Regions from separate parts of the Anas platyrhynchos genome. Here regions 1 and 2 are each linked to region 3. A link is a contact called in public Hi-C data. All regions are on one chromosome and are shown on one strand. The core of a region is the stretch at or near the end of the contact, and the rest is flanking DNA. Distances in the headings are between cores, read along the strand shown.

Region 1 (2,700 bases), core at 109-2,608, 150 kb after region 3:
CACTTCTTTTGTCCATTCTTTCAGTTAACAAAATAAACACATTTTTCACAATAACTGGGGTTATTTTCTAATTATTACGTTACTGGAAGGTGCTTAAAAATAGACTGAAGATATAAGAGCAGCACACAATAATTACAATGCAAACCAATAAATGTCAAATAATTGTAAACTCCCCGTTTGTACACAATGTGATACTAATGCCATAGATACAAAATGCACTTCCAATTCTAACGCTATCTTGGAGAGAGGCTCTGGTCTGAAAAATTGCCAGCAACAGTATTGGCAGGGTTCCATTTTTGTGTTTTTCAAAGGTTTGGTAGCAAATACACTCATGGATTTTGTTCCTCTTTATTTTATTACTTTCCAGCAGGGATCTGAGAATCAAGCTGGGTTTTCCATCTCCAGCATCACCATTAGTAATAAAGGCTATGTCAGCCAAATTATGATCATAATAATCTGCGAGCAGTTGTTCTGTTTTAGGAGATTTGCTCAGACATTGCTCGGTGAAGAAGTCCCAGGATGGCGAGTAGCACATGTGGATACCTTGGTGCATGAGGAGGATGAGCATTACTGGCTCCCGCAGGTTTAAATAAAGTAGAAAGCAGCAAATACTTCATTTTGGTCATTTGGGCAGGCAGATGCGACTCTGAATACACAACAGCTTGGTTTGTGCAATTGCACACCGCAGCAGCACATCCTAAGAAACAGATTACAGTCCATCAGTTCTTACCCACATTCAAGAAATACTGATAATGCACTAAACACCATCCGGGCAGATAATCCCTCACTGATGCTTTCAGAGCGGTGTGGGGACACGTGCATCTCCCTAGGTGTGCAGCAGCAGCACAAGGTACACGGAGCACTGGGGGGGACAGGGGCAGGGAGGACTTGCCCCACACAAGCTCAGTTGAATCCTTGCAAGGGCACGGGCTTGCCAAGCGGCGCAGATGCCCGCACCGAGGTGTCAGCTGTGGGAGCGAGGGACATATGGAAGCGCAGCTTCCACTCCAGTGAAAACACGGCCACACATCTACGGCACAGGGAGGAATTAACTCTTACAGGACTGCAGGAGAGACCAGCACAGTCCTATTGCTAGGGCCGGGAAATGTAAAGAGAGGTTTGGGGAGGACAGGAAGGAGCAAGAAGCTAGGGAGGTTTCCCTGTGCCCCCTTAGGCACTGCCTCCAAGAGCCTTGCCAAACTCTCCCTGCTCCGTGCCATATACCTACACCAGCCCACCTCCCCCAGGGGCTGCTGCCTCTCCCCACAGCCCCTTCCCCTCTCTGCAGGGAGGCACAAAGCTTCTGGGGCTACGGCCACACCAGCAAGGAGAGAGGTGGCCCTGAGGACCTCCCCGAGGAGCCTGGCAAGTGCCTTCTGCTGTCCCCGCAAGGCTGGGTCCCCAGTGGGTGTCAGTTTCAATAGGAACCCACCCCAAAGATCCAAGTCACCACGAGGGTGCAAGAAAACCCCAAAGCTACGTGCCCTTGATCCCAGCAGCTCTGCTGGGGGGCTGCCAGGACCCCCTCATGCTGCCCAAGCCTGCGTTGGGGTTGGCAGAAGTCAGCCACCGCCACACTGTCCAGCTGAGCTACCCGGCATTTCCTAGCGCTACCAGCGGGGAAATTTGGGTTGCCCCTGGAAGAAACGCCCCGTCAGAACAAACACCTTCCTACAAGGGACTCTCTTCCCTTGGAGAATTAAGTGAAAAGAGGAAGAAGAAGCCAGGGGGACGAGCGACATACTTCACTCGGGTGACAAGGGACACCTAGTGGCACCGCGGCTCCCTTCACTGCGCACACGGCGCTCCTGCTGCAGCCCGTGGGCAGGGACAGCTGTCCCATTGGGGACGGACAGCTGTCCCTGCAGGGACAGACTGCCACCTGCCTGACCCAGAGGTGTGCCACCCTGCTGCTGTTGGACGAAGAAACAGCACCTGCCTCCCACCGAACATCTCACCTGGCTGCAGAGATCCTTCGCCTTCTCTGTGCTCGTCTTTCAGGACAGCTTCTCTGTTAGGAAAAAATGTATATATTCACAGTAAGGGGACGGTTATTTCTAGGGTCTGTGATGGATAAAAAAGCATGTAACTCGCTCCCTTTACTCAGAGGAGTATATGGCTTTAGAGGAGCTCACGCCTGCATGAAAGTGAAATGAACTATACACAGCTATACCAGGACTCTTCTGGTTTGGAACCCAAATCACTTGGCAGGACAGGGTTTAAAACTAATGAGAGAAACAATTGCACCAGGAAAGCTGAGGCAGTGGCTTCTCATGGCAAGATGGGGGCAGACTGAGGATGAAAACCTGCTATTTCTTTAGTTCTACCGCTTGCTCAAACAAAGCTCAGACCAGGCTGCTCTGCCTCTTGTCCCCACTCCAGTACCTCTGAGGACTACTGCCCCCCAAGTCAATACATTCAGGGCCCTTCCTGCCAAACCGCTCCCCAGCCTCTATCAGCACCAGGGTTCATCCAGCCCAAGTGCAGAACTCAGCATCTCTCCTGGTTGAATTTCTTAAGGTCCCCATTGGCGTACTTCTCCCACCTGTCTGAGCCTGTCTGGGTGACAGTCCTGCCCTCGAGCACACCAAAGTCATCCAGTCTGTCTTCACTACAGCCAGAGACATGCTTTTAAGTAGGATACATTCCTTGAAATTGAAAGATTGCTGGCTTGTCCACTTAGTACAATTTGACCCTGGA
Region 2 (2,700 bases), core at 115-2,614, 260 kb after region 3:
CATATAACTGGCCCTGACACCCTTCGTGCTTTGGCAGGGATCATGGGTATTCACAGCAGGCTAACCCAGGGAAAACAAAGGAAAACTTCTGGAGTTGGTTGCAGTGCAAGGGTCCACAAAAAAAAAGGCCTGGCAGCCCCACGGACTGCCAGGGCAAAGAGAAGGAAGGACTCGGCTCTCCTTTGTAGCCTTAGCTTGTTCCACTGCTGTCTTCAGACTGTGGTTGCTCTTTATACACGGTAACACCAGCCAGGCCTGTTCCTAGAAAAACACTCCCAATCTCCTGATTCCTTTTTTTTCAAATCCCATTGCAGGGGATTCATAAGACCCAATGCTCCCATTAACTTTTTTTTTTTTTTTTTTTTTTTTTAATGCGGCCACACTTTCTCTCCCCTCCGCACAGCAGTATGTTGCTGCCATGACAGGGAAACGGGGAGTTTTTGGATACTATGAGTGGGATGTGACTGAGAAAAGTCAGATGAGGTTTCCAGCAGTTTTTCTCCCCTGTTCCCCCCATCCCTATTCCCTCTCCCCTTACTCCACACACTATTGCTAATCCCTGCTCAGACCCAGAGCTCCTGCTCTGCTGTCACACCCTCTGCTTTCCGAAACCATAAACTTGAGCCCTGCTTTCACTTTCACTTTCTAGTGTTTCTGCTCTGTATTGTTTTGTTTCCACTCAACATCTTACCCCAACTAGAAAGAAACAGAGGTGAAGCCCTTAATAAAGCAGACAGAAATATGTCACTATCGAGACACCTCGTGTCCTTCACCTTTACCTGAGGTGTTACTATCTGTTCTTGCGCAGGAGAGATACCCTGTAAATTTTCCTTTCATTTCTCCCCAGTAACAGCTTGCGTACATTAAAGACAACCTCACACCACTTTACACACTTCCTCCTCCTTCATGGTGGATGAATTGAGGAAGGCAAACGCAGCGTATGGCCTGACTAATAACAAGCAGGTGTCCTTCCAGCAAAAAGCAAAACCCACAAACCGTAAAATCACCGACTTCCTCCCCTCTCCCACCTCAGATGCACCCCAGAAAAGATGTCAGAGCCCTTCAGACCCCTACTCACGGTCCTGCCACCAGGCTGCTAAGCCACCACCCCTGGGTGTGTCAACCACGTGCCTGTGCACCGGACCAGCCTCTGAACCCTTGCTCCACGTTGGAAAGATCCCCTGCATTCAGCGTGACCTTCGGAAATGAAATATGACCAGCCTGCTAGAGCCCCACGTGAACTCCTAGCTGTATGTCCAGTACCTCCTTTTCCTTCCGTGCCTCACTGCGGGGCGTCACAAATGCTTTTCCACTAGCCACCAGCCCCCAGGAAGAGGAGCTGAACAGCGTTTCCTTCAGGTTATTACATCATTTGCATGTACCCCTGCCAGGCATGAGCAGAACGGCCAGGCGGAGCTAATGGTTTTGGCAGATGCATCAATAAAAATCAACGTTCCTATGAGCCAGCATAGCTTAACTTTCTTGCTGGATTTCTGTCGTCACGTACCAGTGGTTACCTTGCACCGATGCCTCCTGTTCCTCAAACAGCCAGCGATACTCCAGATCTTCTCCTTTCGAGATTCCTGTCAGGAGCAGCTTCTGCTGAACATCGTTTTTGGAAGCCCAATGCTACCATTGCCTTGCAAAACATACACTGATCTCAACACAGAAAGGGGGTGCAAGTCCCAGCACGTGCTCTGTGCTGGTTCTGCATCATTCAGAGGGGTTTTCAGAGGGCAGCATTGCACAGTGACCCAAGCCAGTGCAAAGCAAGCACAGAGCTCTGCAGGGTAGAGTTAAACCACACAGAGCTCTGGAGTCTCCTGAGAATCTTTATTCCTTTACTTTGAACTCCGAAGCTCCTCTCTGCTTTTCCCTGCAGAAATGAAAGGAGGGTGAAGAGCTTTCCAACCTGATCTCTGGCCTTCCAGTTCAGAAGATTGACAGGGTTTCCCAGCAGAGCTCTGAAGCATAAAGCTTAATAATAGCTCAAGTAATGCTAACCACGTAAACCTACTCAGATGCAACCATTCTATTTTAGTTTAGTTACATGAGTTACATTCAGTGGAATTGCCCAGAACAGTTTTATCTCCTGATGATCTAGTCAGACCAGATCAGTGGTGGCAAAACATAAAGCTCTGTTTTCGTTTCTGGAAAGGCTGCACCCTGAGTGCATTTTATACACACAGGATAAAAAAAGAAACAGAAATGTGATTATGAAGTTGAACCTTGATTCTTCCCCATCTAGCCTTTTCTGACTGGCTTTTCACCTCCCGTATAGTATCTGTCTCTCATCTCCATAGTTGTGCAACTTCTATGCTTCTCTGACTGATTAGATTTATAAGATCAGATCCTGCAGGTTCATTTTTGCATATGTGAATTCTCTAGTAAAATACTCTTCTGAACTGAAGCCAAGCTTTTCAGTAGACACAAGGTACCAGCTCTAGGAAAAACATTCTGGCTTGGTAGAAAATGTTTGCATAGCTCTGCTTGGAACAGTATAGCATCCTCTCTAAAACAAACAACTTGCCACAACCTGGACACCTGAACTCACTGTAAACTGATACCTTCTAACTTCTTTTTTTTATTATTATTGCTTTTAACTGCAGTGACTGCCATGTAGCTGTTGAACCTCAGATTCCTGCTGTCAATGTAACAGCAGTAGTAGACGTGTCTGCATTTTGAGGATCTGACAGGTCT
Region 3 (2,700 bases), core at 161-2,660:
TGTTCAACGCACTCAATGTGCAGGAAACTTGACTTCTGATAACGAGCATAACAATGCCATTACAACCACTTCCATTATGGAAATGAAAGAAGTGAAGTACATACCGTGGGAGGAACTGGATCTTGAAAAGCAAGACTCATTTCATGACAGTAGAGGTATAGCAGCAATCTTTCACATTTCTGTATCAAGAAAAATAGATACCCAAGTAAAAAAAAACTACATAATTTGTCCTAAAATAATGAACTACAGAAAAAAACGAACAAATGCTCAGTACTCCTCCCAGCCCCTAAGCAGAAAAGTGAGCACAGAAACTGTATTAGGAAGCAAGCCTGTCATAACTAATGGTCTGCAGCATTCATTCTCGCAATATTTACATCCTATTATTATTAATTCTCAAATGCATGCTATGAAGCCTGACGTAGTTACTAATGGTGTTATTCAGTATTTGCTGAGTCCAGCAAACATTCCACAGAATAAAAATAGCACATGTGGCTCTGAGCTTTTTATAAATATTCAGAGACAACTTTTCCCCGCCCTCCCCCGCCCTGATCTGGGCATAACTGCTCTGTAACTGCAAAGCCTAGAGTGCCTTTTGTTAGCAGTGAGGAAAAATCTATTCTTTGTGTACCCAAGTATATTAAACTGGATCTTGAGCTTGGAAAGAGATTCAGAAAATAGTTTTCTGTGACTTTATGCTTGCTGATCTTTCACTGGAATATTTACAAGACTTGTAACTTACATTTAAAGCAAAATACGAACAGAGCTATTTTTTTCCTTTCAGACTGCAAAGGCAAACAACGGCCCTACCTGTAGACTAAGCTCCCAAATACAATACTCATCTCAGTATATTTACACAGGTTGCCAACAGGAACCAAGTAAAACACTGCTGAAGTTTCCAACAGACCTCAGAATTGTTTTAAAATAAGTTTTTAATAAAGAAACAAAGAGATATAAAAAAAAATAAAAAGACACCAACAAAAATCAAAAACAAGAAAAAAAAATCAAGAATCCAAAACATTCCGGCAAGCAGTTCAACCTTCTGTTCAAAGGCACAAGTTATTTTTGTTTAACTCTGAGGTTTAAGGCAAAACCAAATTATGGTAACTTGTTTGGTTTTTGTTTGTCTTCAACACTTTTCCACCAGAGTATTTGGAGTTTCAAACTGATATAAATTATTCCCAGATATTTTTGTTAATCTGTGCATCTTCACTAGGAAAGATGCTACATAGCTTTTTTAAAAGAATGGTAATAAAGTGCTTTAAAGACAAAAATCATTAGTTGATAAAGTCAATCTATGCTAAAAAACACAAAGAAAAAATTGCTCAAGGCAAGGTCACTGTGCATTAGGTCACTGTTACAAACAGCACTCAATAATTCCTAGAATGCAGTCCCAGTTCAGAGCGTCAGACCACAGGCACTTCTCAGACTTTAAGAATGTGCTGTTCAGTATGTTTACATGAAGGCTGCTAAGACCTCAGAGCTTATTAAGTAAGTTATTTATCCTTTTTACCATCACTTGTTTGATTTTTGTTTGTTTGTTTTAAATGCATGCATGTCATAGTACAAAAAAGCAGCAAGACTCATCCTTACCCTGCGGTCTATTGGCGCCAAACCCACAGTATCTTCCAGTTTTCTTTTTTCAGGGCTGTGAGCGGGTTTATCACAATCATATTCAACTTCTGGCTTGGACAAATCCCGACAGAACGTACAAATCCACTCCCCACTAAAGACAAGACAGACAGAAAAAAGACAGACAGATACGTTAGCCTCACTCTTGGTAAAGTAGCACACTCTTGATAAAAGGCTTTCAACAACAGGGGAATGGTTTGTCGTAAGACTAATGGTGTCTACTTTTATTATTGCTAAAAACTTTTCACTCCTTTGAAAAGTTTCACGGAAGTTCACAAGACTTTGAAAAGTTCATAAAACTTTGACCTCCTAGAATTCAACCAAAGCATTATTAAGAGTTGTACTTTGTAACTACTGAGGGACTGAAGAATTCATTTACAGACAAATGACGTTGGCAAAACAGAAGAAGTGTTAGTGTTATATAGCAAGAACCATATTTTCTCTCTACAAGCTTGATCTACCACGTATCCAGATTAACCTAGACAAAATTTTTTTTGGAAAACTGGATATTCTTCAATCCCTAAATAAACTTTCAGCTATTTCTGATTTTATCAATTACAGTCTAAGAATACACAATAGATGTAATTGGCAGCATATGAACAAGACAAAACTAGTTCCAGAAGGTGACTGCGTTCACTGACTCTCTCATACAATTCGTGAGCATCTCTACTTTTCAGAAGAACTATGAAGAGTCTATGCTTTTAATATAGTTCTCTAGAATAAACTTGTGGAGAACTTGCACTCTTACAGATCACCACAAGAGGGCCGAATTGTACTTTACATAGTAGACAACTCAGCAATAACCATTTATGCGACCTAACTGAGAGCACTTACTCAGAGATCCTATAAGAGTTTTGGAAATGGAAAACAGCTTCTTCAGAACCTTTCAGTTCATTTTGATAGTAAGGCAGAAGACTTCCAATATTAAAAAAAAAGTCTTACTAGTACTTATTTAGAATAACCTTCCACCATCTGCTAGCTTTAGTATACAGAAATGAATAATGGCATTTTCCTTCAAAGAGATTTTTGCCTTCTCCTGTCTTAGCTTAGCAGATTTATTTGATATTTTCA

The links. A called contact is a pair of places that touch in the nucleus more often than the background predicts.
Region 1: a contact with region 3 is called in a Hi-C map of liver, with 7 times the contacts expected there. The contact joins two enhancer-like sites. A contact is called at or near these places in 7 of 8 Hi-C or Micro-C datasets (F1 follicle, F5 follicle, liver and 3 more).
Region 2: a Hi-C map of skeletal muscle shows a contact between it and region 3, with 2.8 times the contacts expected there. The contact joins the promoter of LOC101796889 here to the enhancer-like site in region 3. A contact is called at or near these places in 3 of 8 Hi-C or Micro-C datasets (liver, skeletal muscle and subcutaneous adipose tissue).

The regions. Positions count from the first base shown.
Region 1 is chr1:59,910,938-59,913,637 of IASCAAS_PekinDuck_T2T, forward strand. It overlaps LOC101797243 (a long non-coding RNA gene), which reads right to left. Exons shown (of 4, transcript XR_011809703.1): 3 at 1,959-2,011; 4 at 1-697. Among named protein-coding and RNA genes, the nearest start is that of AKR1D1, 25 kb to the right of the region's middle. Within about 2 kb of position 1,359, at least 1 of the 8 cell types and tissues checked has an H3K27ac peak or open chromatin away from gene starts, as enhancers often do.
Region 2 is chr1:60,020,467-60,023,166 of IASCAAS_PekinDuck_T2T, forward strand. It overlaps LOC101796889 (protein mono-ADP-ribosyltransferase PARP12), which reads right to left and starts at 1,365. Exons shown (of 9, transcript XM_027448295.3): 1 at 1,264-1,365.
Region 3 is chr1:59,764,856-59,767,555 of IASCAAS_PekinDuck_T2T, forward strand. It overlaps TRIM24 (tripartite motif containing 24), which reads right to left. Exons shown (of 19, transcript XM_072038792.1): 16 at 1,591-1,723; 17 at 105-179. Among named protein-coding and RNA genes, the nearest start is that of ATP6V0A4, 56 kb to the left of the region's middle. Within about 2 kb of position 1,411, at least 6 of the 8 cell types and tissues checked have an H3K27ac peak or open chromatin away from gene starts, as enhancers often do.